Regions from separate parts of the Zea mays genome. Here region 2 is linked to region 1. The links are chromatin contacts, called in public Hi-C maps. All regions are on one chromosome and are shown on one strand. The core of a region is the stretch at or near the end of the contact, and the rest is flanking DNA. Distances in the headings are between cores, read along the strand shown. Region 1 overlaps LOC100284180 (40S ribosomal protein S24). Region 2 holds the start of LOC100192583 (NADH-ubiquinone oxidoreductase subunit).

Region 1 (5,603 bases), core at 2,091-4,590:
CTACCGAGGTGGGCGAGAGGGTGGCACCGTTCCCCACCACGATAGAGGAAGGATGTGAGGGGTGTGGAGGATGGTAGTGGAATAACAGCTAGTGGTAGGAGTGGTGTGGAAGGAGGCTCCAAAGTCGACCACCCAATCGATGGGAAAAGGAGGGGGTGGTGAAGGCACGGGGTGCAAGGAGAGAGCCAGGAGAGGTGCTCTGGCAGTTCCACTAGGAGGGGAGGGAGACAACAAGGTTTCGATCGTCAAGGAAGCAATCACAGCATGGGAAAAGGGTGGAGCTCGAAACAATCACGAAGAACATGATACATGGTCCGGTCGAAGGCCACGAGAATGTCTCGGACAAGCTGGCCGTCGTGAAGGACTTGCACGTGCACGGGAGTGGCGATGGAGGTAGGAGGCCTCTGAAGTGAAACTAGAGGGGCGGATAGGTGTTGTCCCGTGCCAGCGGCGGCGGCGATGACGCTCGAGATAGTGCAGCGACAGCGGGGAATCTAGGGGGGCCAAGCCCGGCGTAGGAGAGGGTGGCGCATCCGTCAGAGAGAGACGCGGCAGTGACGGGAAGGAGCACAGCCTCCGAGTGCGTCGGGTCGGATTCATGGCGGCACAACACGATGATGAGGGAGATGTCGCGGCGAGCACTGGAGGCCGGCGTACGGACGACGACCAGGGACGCCAGAAGTAGGGCAGAGGATGGGGCGCGGATCTCGGATCGAGCAGATGCGGGGAAGAGCTTGGGCAGCGCCGCTGCTGGGAGGAGCTCGGGCCGAGTCCGCTGCAGGGAGATGGTCGACGCGATTCCAGGTGGCGGCCTTGGGGAGCTGGCGGCCCAGCGAGAAGAGGTAGAAGGAGGGGGCGGCGACCAGGAGGGGCCGGCGAGCCAGGGCGGAGAGAGGGGGTGGTGGCTGGCCAGGGGGAGCTCAGCGGCGGCTATGGGGTAGGAGAAGAGAGAGAAAAGAAAATGTGGCTCTGATATCAAGTTGGAATGGAAATCTCTAACCCTAACTTAGGGTTGGGAGTTGTATGAGTAGACCAAGTGATGTTAGGCCTGATCCATTACACAGGGTATGAAGATAATTACAAGAGGCTAACCCCAAAACCCTAAACGGGATTCTAATAAGCAGCAGCAAGCATTATCTTGCAAGTTGATTGAACTGAATAAGATGGTGAACATTTTTCTCAAATATTTGAGCTTTAATTTTCTAGGTTTTCATCTAGCCTGTATTATAACATGTCTTGACAGTTTTTCAAACTAAATGTGAGTACGTATTCTCTCATTTTTCACACTACTGCTGCTAACTAAAAGGGTGAATATGTATTGAATTCTAGAACATATCACGTGCTGATGATGCATCAAGACACATCGCCTGATCTCAGAACGGTTGGCAACAAGCTGAAAGAAGTCTTCAGGGTATTCATCTTTCAGTCTTAATGTTAAATTATTCTACCACTTGTTCAGTCCCTACAAAACACATTTTCTTGTTTGGTTTTCAGATAGAAGACACCTGTTTCAAAACAAGGAAATTGGTAGTGGATGTCTGCGAGGTTGTTGCCAGTCGCGCTGCACGACTTGCTGCTGCTGGGATACACGGCATCCTCAAAAAGCTTGGGCGAGACGTTGCCAGCCCAGACAAACAAAAGACGGTGATTGCTGTGGATGGCGGAGTTTACAAGCATTATACTTTCTTCGCCCAGTGCATGGAGAGCACTCTTAGAGACTTGCTTGGGGAGGGAGTGGCGTCCTCTTTAGTGATAAAACTTGCCGAAGATGGCTCAGGCACTGGAGCGGCGCTCTTGTCAGCCTCCTATTCTCAACGTCTCCAGGCCGTGGATGATTAATTTCTGCTTGTAGTTCCTTCAGATTCTGAAGGTATAGCAGGTATACAATTGCTCCAGTGGATATTTGTCTATAACGGTTATAACATTCAACTGCCACATTCTTTTTTCTGTCAGGCCTGTGCTCCTGCAGTGCCCATTTTTAAGGGGTTGTACACGTCACTTAAGACTCCCTTTCTTCTTTTCCTTAATATAACGCCTCTGTTGTGTATCCGACGAAGAGAAAACCTACAATGCCTATTCAGCTATAGAAAATTTGGTTCAAAGTTATTTGGATATTTTGTAGGGAATTTTTATTCAACAGTTGTGTTTGGACCTTTAGAATTTGCTTGACAAAGGTCGTACACACTGGTCGGACGTATAGCATTTTCGATTTTAAAATTGGCGGGGTCTGTTTATGCTAAGCAAAACGAACAATCAACTGATATCCTGTAAGAAGGTGCCCTAAAAAAGAGCTATATTTCACATCTGACAATCAACTGATATCAAGAGTTCTAAGAAGGTGAAATGAACAAACTATTTCACACCCGACATATTTCATTAACTTTAGCACAACTGCTCTTATACAACTAAAAGTTTCCTATTGAACGAAGAACAAAATTAGCATGCAGCAAACATAACAAAACGCAGATCTAATTAGCACGATAACATGTATAAAAAACGGGCAACTCAAAGCCTATCCTCGAACTCGGACAGAGGGATCATGTTCTTGAGACCCTTTTCTCTTCTTGTTGTCGCTGATGAGCTTCCTCGCCATGGATCCCTACTCGAGCGGATCAGAGTATAGATGGCCAAAAGGGTGGCACTGCATGACCCGGCCCGAGCACGATCGTAGCACGGCACAGCAGGCACGATTACTTAGTTGTGTCGTACTGTCGTGTCGTGCCACTGGACGTGCTCAGCCAAAGACACGAGCACGACCCGGTTAAAGATTAAGCGGGTCGTGCTGACAGGCTGACCCGTTTGGCACGCTGGGCCATTAGACACGACAAGAACAGAAAACACAGCTTGTGTTACACTTGCACAGGCATCATCACACACTGTCACAACAGATGATATATATAGATTAACTGAGCTAATGCAATGGATGTCTCATTAAAAACCTATCTATGACGAGCTCATGGTTGACGAAGGTCGCATCATGTTGACTCTCCATCACCGGCGCACCAGTTTCTCACGGCTAGGTCTACAAAATCCAAAAGAATAGGGTTTAGAGCAAGATTTAGAGAAAAAGCAACTTAGGGTTAGAGAGCAAGATCAAGGTTACTTGTTTACCTAGGCCGGAGCACCGGTTACGCCGGCAACAACACATGACAAACGTGCAACACGAGTAAATCCAGAGTCAGAGAAGATGCAAAGATCTAGAGCAAAGAACATAAAAAAACAGAGCCAAAATCCTCAAAACTTACACGTGTAGATGGCCAAACGGGCACAAACACACCGGCACAGTGGTCGGTGGAGGACTATATCTATAGAGGGACGTAGGACAGAGCCAGAGGACCTTATAGAAGAGACGAGAAGGCAGCCAAGGGGGGCGGACCAAGGAGAGGCGAGTAGGCGGCGACATAGATCCAGTCCACCGGCAACTAGATCTACGAGGAGTAGGCGGCGAGGCGACGTAGATCCAGTCCACCGAGTATTAGATACCAATAAGACTTGTAAGGCTATCTTCGTCAGCTTCCCTATCTCTTATTTCAAACTTCACTCTGCAAATAATGTCATATTGCAAATCCCTTATTTTACACAGCCCAGGGAAGACAACATAACTATCATGTTTTACACCATCGACATGAGCGGTGACAAATACTTGTTCCAAATGTTAACGTCAAGCCATAAACAAATGCAATGCAAATAAGGATGAACCTTGAAAACAAATGTCAAAACAAACCAGACTGCGCCACAACTAGAACAGGGACCGGGCAATTATGTTACGAGGCAATATTCAGACAAAACTTCACTTCAGTGCCGAGGAATTACAAAAAAAATCACTTCAGTGCCAAGGGTGGAACAAAACCTAACACGACCATAATTATGACATTGCAGCTAGACCACCCAGAGCCCAGAACAGTAATACAAATGTAAACGAACGTTTACTTCTTCTTGGCGTCACCAGCTTTGGTCTGTAAAAGACAGAAAGTGTATATTACATTAGCATATGTAAGCACTAGTGACACGGTAAGTCCACACTATAAACTGCACAAGAGAGCTGCAGGTAAGGAGTATCATTGTATGTAGATAACTCACCTTCTTGACACCACGGATCTTCTTGGCCCTGTTCTTCCGCTCCTTCATTTGCTTGCGGGACTTCTCAACCTTAGTAGCAAGACCATTCTGGCAAAACAGAACACAAAAAAGCAGTATAGTGAACATCCATCAGGTTCATGTCAATCAAAACTTACAATACAACAATAAAATATCATTTCGGGCATGCATTAATACGCTATTACTATTGAATACCAGCAAGGGAAAAGAGCTTCCAACGATATCTATATCACAAACAGTTCTTGTTCAACGTTGAAACTAGATTGCATCATGATATTGTCATCATAGACAAGTATCTGAAGTAGACTATTGTAATGTAAATGAAAATATTGCAATGACAAAATTGTGGTAAAAACAGTTTCTTAGCTCAGAACAGGAATGAAAGGCACACTAAAAAAACTGTAGTTTCGGCATAAAGGTTGCATGTCCTTTGGTTTCTACTAGCAGGATCTCAATCACAGGTACCATTTACAAATAAGAGTGCATATCGATATGAAACCATTTACAAAAAAAAGCAGTTGTTGGGGAGGTCTCCAGCCGAAGGTCAAGAATAATAAAATTTGTGTTTAGGTGATGTTTCAAGTCAAGGTTGTTGGCTTGACCCGAAGAAAATCCACCTCAGATCACTAAACCTTCATCACACTGCTTTGGGACATGCAGGCGAGCGAAAGGTGCATAGGGCCAAAGGTACTGATAGTAAAGCTTCAGCATCGAGAAAGAAAGCCTTCAGCCGAAGTCAGATCATAAAAGGAGCCTCAGCGAAAAGATGACATAAAAAGTTTCAGCGCAAACGTGTATCACATTTGCGCAGAGAAATAACATAAATGTTCCCCCTCGAATGTGAAACGTTATCGTGTGCAAAATAGGGACCAAAATGTAATTTCACACAAAGTTGTGTAAAGGCTCAACCCTATAAATTGGTTAGAGGTGAAGGCGTACATTTGCTAATTCTGCACTTGTCGTTACATTTGTGCCAGAAGACAGCTTCCAAAGGTATGAGGATGACGCTGAGGCTCATATTTATGAATGACTATCTTTTGTGTATCCCCTTTATGCGTAAAACTCATGTTTGCTTATATTAAGTACTCCTGCTTTGAATTATTGTTTGCTTTATACATGCCATCTTTGTCTGAACATAGGTCTTGTCCTCAAATTTTGATGCTCTTTCCTTCAGAAGAAGAATAATGGGTAACCTGCAAGTACTTTATGGTGAATTAGTTGCTTTATGTGCTAATTATACTCTGTCAATTCAAGAGGATAGAGTGAAATGGTGTATGGGTAACAAAGGTTTTACTGTTAATTCTTTATATAAGAAAAATTCGATTGATCAGGCGACTGTTCCTTACAGGTTCTTGTGGAAATCTAAGTTACCACAAAAAAATCAAAGTTTTCATTTGGCTGGTGGTAAGAAATAAAATTCTTACAAAAGATAATCTGATAAAAAGAAGTTGGCATGGCTCAAGCGAGTGCTGTTTTTGTGGTGGTCTGGAATCGATTGAACATTT
Region 2 (5,662 bases), core at 1,958-4,457, 380 kb before region 1:
TTCAAAGAGGCAAGTATTTGGGCCTGTCGCCCGCACACCCCCAATGTTACCCTAGTCGGATTCAAATTGGTGTTCGTCCGAAAGAGGGATGCGGACAATGAGGTGGTGAGATACAAAGCGAGACTTGTAGCACAAGGGTTCACGCGGAGACCTGGCATCAATTACGATGAAACTTACTCCCCGGTAATGAGTGGCACAACGTTTCGATATTTGATATCGCTGGCAGCAGGTTTAAACTTAAAAATGCAGATGATGGACGTAGTGACCGCATACTTGTGTGGGTCACTGGATTCGGAAATCTATATGAAGGTCCCGGATAGGGCTGGAAAATTAGCTCGAGGCTCGCGAGCCGGCTCGAGCTCGGTGCGGCTCGGCTCGGCTCGGAGCGGCTCGCGAGCCTCGAACGAGCCGAGCCTCTTCTTCGAGCTCGTTTTTGCAGCGAGCCGAGCCGAGCCAGCTCGCGAGCCGGCTCGCGATTCTTGCAAAAATGATCAATTTATGGAATAATAATGAATATTAGATAATTTTATAGATAATAGCTCATTTTTTAGTCTTTGATGATGAATATATAATGTTAATTCACCAAATAATGCAACGATAAGTACCAGAATATGGCTCGCGAGCCGAGCCGAGTCGGCTCGCGAGCCAAGGTCGAGCCGAGCCGAGCCTCTTTCGCCAGCTCGTGAAATGGACGAGCCGAGCCGAGCTCGTTCAGTCACCGAGCCGCACCGAGCCGAGCCAAGCCGAGCTCGGCTCGGCTCGTTTCCAGCCCTAGTCCCGGATGGGCTGAGAGTTCCGGATGCCAAGTCAAATCGCAACATGTACAACGTTAAGTTGCAGAGGGCGCTGTATGGGTTTAAACAATCTAGGCGGATGTGGTACAATTGGCTCAGTGAATTCCTCTTGGAGAAGGGATACGTAAATAATCCAGATTCTCCTTGCGTATTCATTAGAAAATCCCAAAAGGGTTTTGCATAGTTTCGGTCTATGTTGATGACTTGAATATCATTGGATATGCTGAGGATATTGAGACGGCCAACGCCTACCTCAAGACAGAGTTTCAAATGAAAGAATAGGGAGAAACCAAGTTTTGCTTGGGCCTGCAGACTGAGCATCTCATAGAAGGAATATTTGTACATCAGTCGACCTATTGTAAAAAGGTCCTTAAGAGATTTAATATGATTAAAGCTCACCCTTTAAATACCCCGATGGTCGTGAGATCCCTCGAAATGGAAACTGACCCATTTAGACCAAAGAGCGATGATGAGAAATCATTGGGACCTGAAGTTCCTTATCTCAGCGCTATTGGAGCACTGATGTACCTTGCGAATTGCACCAGGACAGATATTGCATTCGCGGTAAATCTACTAGCTAGATACAGTGCAGACCCAACCAGAAGACAATGGGTAGGTGTTAAGACTATATTTAGATACCTTAAAGGCACTCAAGATCTTGGCCTGTTTTTCCCGAAGAATCAGGATCAGACTATGGTGGGCTATGCTGATGCTAGATATCAGTCAGATCCCCATAATGGTATATCTCAGACTAGCTTTGTATTTCTATGTGGTGGCACTGCTGTATTCTGGAGATCGTGCAAATATACATTAGTAACAACGTCTACTAACCACTTAGAAATAATCTCACTATATGAAGCCGCACGAGAATGTGCTTGGCTACGATGGATGACTAACCACATCAAGAAGTCATGTGGTTCTAACACCGCAAATACCCCCACCATTATCTATGAAGATAATGTTGCATGTGTTGCACAAATAGAAACGGGCTATATTAAGAGCAATATGACTAAGCATATTTGTCCTAAGTATTTTTATCCTCATGAACTCCAGAACGAGGGTGAGGTAAAAATCCTACAAGTCAAGTCTTGTGATAATCTGGCTGATTTATTCACTAAATCCTTACCTGCTGTCACATTCAGAAAATGTGTACGAGGTATAGGGATGAAACATTTGAGAGACCTGCAGGGTTCAGTGGGAGATCACCTATGAACTTAAGCCCTTACAATTCGACCTGAAGATTGTATATTATACACCTTAAAGGTTATAGATGTCCTAAAGACACCTGTTGTACTCTTTTTCTCATTGTGAGTTTTCGTGAAGTTTCTCGCATATGGTTTTTAACGAGGCAGCAAGTGCAATACATCGAGTGGCACTATGTCTCTTTTCTCCATTTTTCCCACTGGGGTTTTCGGAGTTTTGATGAGACATAAGTCGTCACAGTATTCACCTAAGGGAGAGTGTTGAGAAATCCTAAAAGAGGTTTAATGGACTAATACCAAAACTGCCCTCAGGAGGTTCATAGCTTATATATATGTATCCATACCCCTCATAATAAAGACAGAGATAGAAAGAGCTTATCTCCACTGTGTCTCTTACTCCCTCCGGTTTCCTATTAGTTGTCGTTTTGGATAAGGTTCAAGTCAAACTTATAAAATTTTGACTACAAATAACTATTTTATTATTTAGTTTTGGAACCTAATATTTATATGCACCAATTTGTCATAAAAAGTACTTTTATAAAAGTATAAATGTATTAAGAGTTCATTTATATTTTAACAAAAAAACATTGGTTAAAGTTATATTTTGGAGACCGTGTCGTTGTCCTAAACGACAACTAATAGGAAACCGGAGGGAGTATTTCTTTGTGTGTTTGGTTGCTGGAAAGGGAGCGGACTTTTACAACTTCTCATGTCCCTATTGTTAGGAGGGTTCGGAGTCCGGATCGGGATTTGCGACAACCAGGTTGTTCACACTCGGAAGTAGGGATGGATCCGGATACTTATTCGGATGTTAAATTTTTGGTCTTCTTTCTTTGATTATGAACAAATAACATATAGAATTTGCTATGTAAATTTATATTCTTGTTTTTAGCATTGAAGCTATTAACCTTCACAAAAAATAAACATTAAATTCATTCTATATATTTTTAAATAATTTATATAAACTTCGGATGTCTATTCGAATACGGATTCGAATGTTTTTTCACCTTTTTTATTGTATGTAGGGAGAAAATAATATACATACAAAATTATATAAAAATTTATTTAAATACTTCATAATATTTTTAATAACATTGCCAAAAATTAGCTTTAAATTCTATGTATATCTATGCTAAAATATTAGTTTTGTGATATAATTCGGATGTTTTAGGAACATCCCTACTCGGAAGGCTCACCAAATCGTCCTACGCTTCTGCCTCCTCCTCCACGAGGTGAGGAAACCCTAGCGACTGACCATGGCGTTGCTCCCGCGCACCGCACGGTTGGCCTTCCTCTCTACCCCGCGGTCGTACTCCGCCGCCGCCGCTGCCGCTGCGGGCGCCTCCCCGACCTCCCCAGCGCCATACGGGGGCGCGCCCCCACCGGCGATGTCGAAGACGGCCGAGTTCGTGGTCTCCAAGGTTGATGACCTGATGAACTGGGCGCGTAAGGGCTCGATTTGGCCCATGACCTTCGGGCTCGCCTGCTGCGCGGTCGAGATGATGCACGCCGGCGCGTCCCGCTACGACTTCGACCGGTTCGGCGTCATCTTCCGTCCCTCGCCGCGCCAGTCCGATTGCATGATCGTCGCCGGCACGCTCACCAACAAAATGGCTCCAGCCCTCCGCAAGTCAGTAACACATTCCTCATCTTGACTGATTAAGCCGATTTAAGATTTTGGGGGTCCTTAGATCTCATAAAGGATCTGGGTAGGGGAATATAAAGCAATATGTTTATACCTTTGCACCGAAGAAATAGGATCCATAGAATTAGATTTTGACTACTGATTGGCCATAGCGTCTGTAGAAACATGTTGTCCCAGACCATTACATGGAGAATTTTTAGTTTACTCCCAAGAACACCATGTCGATAGTATTGTTGAAGTATGATATGGTACTTTGATTTGACATTTGACAATCAGCCTCAGACTTTGTTATTTGCATGTCTTCTAAAAATTATTAGAACTTGTATCAACAAGTTTTGAACATAATTGTAATTGATCAATTTGCTCCGTGCGGACATGATATAATAGGCTTATGAGGCTATTTGTATAGGGATTTTACTGAACACTGAGGTGTCATCAATCCAAACCTACCATTTTTCTTGTTCACGTATTGTCTTCTGGAGGTTGTTATAGTATGACTTAGTTTGCATATCATTCTAACCAATATTGCCAATTTCTTGGTACAAATTTTGCATAGGAGACATGTTGTTTGAGTTGCACGTTTCTAAGATATGTGGTTATGAAGTTGTGTTCCTTCTCTTTAGCAGGTCGATGGCAAATTGTTGAAGTTCAAACATAAACTTCGTTCTAATCTGTGTCTTTTGTATTGTTTTCTGCACTAAGAGGTTTTGGAGAACTAGATTCTAATCTTGTACTGGTTTTGCAATGCTTGTTAGTACTAACTAACTGACTGTAGAAGTGTAGATGCTGACACACCGGTTTGCTCTAGCAAACCCAGCATCGCTTTTGGATGTTGGCTCACCATTGCATTCAAAGTCACTTCTCTGCATAAGTATTTAGGACCATGTCTAATTAACATCTAAAGTTGCCACTCAAAGAGTCCAAGTACTTTTATGTCACCACTTCTTTAACAAACATGGTAAACCCTCAAATGAAGGTATTGTGTCCAGTTTTCAAATAACATTTGATTTTGATCAGTGTGGCATCGTTATTTGATTGGAGGCAGTAATAATACATTGATATATTGAAGCCATGTGGATTCATCAAGTCCTGCCAGAGGATTTCCTCTTGATTCTACCCGATGAAGAAACTGCCTCAAGGGTGCTTAATGGTGGCAAGGCATACAGGGGGCCTCATTTCAGTATGATGTTCAAGCGCTGGTCGAGGTTTACTCATGCATCTTCGATGATCATGTCTGGTATGATGGAGGTTGAGATTAGAGGGATTCCAGAGCATGCTTGGTTTCGTTCTACGACAGAAAACATCTTGAGAGACTCATGCTGGATATCGGAAGCGCACCCCGACACTTTGCAAAAGAAAGAGTACTCATCCTTTCGGGTCAGTGCTTGGTGTTTTGATCCTGGAAGACTACACCGTGCTATGGACCTCCACATCATCGAGCCAGGTTTGCACACACTTGAGAAGAGATGCCTCACTTACAAGATCAGTGTGAGCGCTACCCCGACAGACCTACTTGCTACGGACATGGAGCCTCCACCGCCCCCACCTCTGGTGTTCGGTAGGAGACCTGGTGGTGACGGCGGCGGCGAGGACCAGGACCCCCGGTCTCGTCGCTCGAGCGGCTCCCAGATCCAGCGGCGACCGGTTCATCTTCGCCTGGGCCCGCAGTTGCCGTTGGGATGCGGTGCTGCCACACTTGCGCCTTGGGCTGCGCATCCCGCGCCGTCAAAGACCTCGAGAGGGGAGACGTCAGATCCTGAGCGAGATGCGCTCTCTTCTCTGCGTGTTGATGCAACACCTGTATCTGAGGAGCCCCATGAAGTCAGAGAGGTGGGTTTGTAGGCTCCCGACGCAGATATTGATGGACAGATCTCCCCGGGGAAGATAAACAGTCCCCGATGCCACTTGATTGCTGCATGTGACAGAGAGGTGGGTTTGCAGGTTCCCGAAGCAGATATTGATGGACTGATCTCCCCGGGGAAGATAAACAGTCCCCGATGCCACTTGATTGCTGCATGTGA

The links. A called contact is a pair of places that touch in the nucleus more often than the background predicts.
Region 2: a Hi-C map of tassel shows a contact between it and region 1, with 2.2 times the contacts expected there. The contact joins the promoter of LOC100192583 here to the enhancer-like site in region 1. A contact is called at or near these places in 2 of 25 Hi-C or Micro-C datasets (ear and tassel).

Annotation. Positions count from the first base shown.
Region 1 is chr3:207,052,983-207,058,585 of Zm-B73-REFERENCE-NAM-5.0, reverse strand. It overlaps LOC100284180 (40S ribosomal protein S24), which reads right to left. Exons shown (of 5, transcript NM_001157076.2): 4 at 4,081-4,167; 5 at 3,593-3,956. The coding sequence ends at 3,927. LOC100279587 (hexokinase6) reads left to right here. Exons shown (of 9, transcript NM_001152584.2): 8 at 1,330-1,411; 9 at 1,495-2,104. The coding sequence ends at 1,839. Among protein-coding and RNA genes, the nearest start is that of LOC100284180, 5.9 kb to the right of the region's middle. Within about 2 kb of position 3,340, at least 11 of the 20 cell types and tissues checked have an H3K27ac peak or open chromatin away from gene starts, as enhancers often do. A contact at or near this core is called in ear and tassel, where this site is marked.
Region 2 is chr3:207,429,866-207,435,527 of Zm-B73-REFERENCE-NAM-5.0, reverse strand. LOC100192583 (NADH-ubiquinone oxidoreductase subunit) reads left to right here and starts at 3,207. Exons shown (of 2, transcript NM_001137798.1): 1 at 3,207-3,626. The coding sequence starts at 3,253.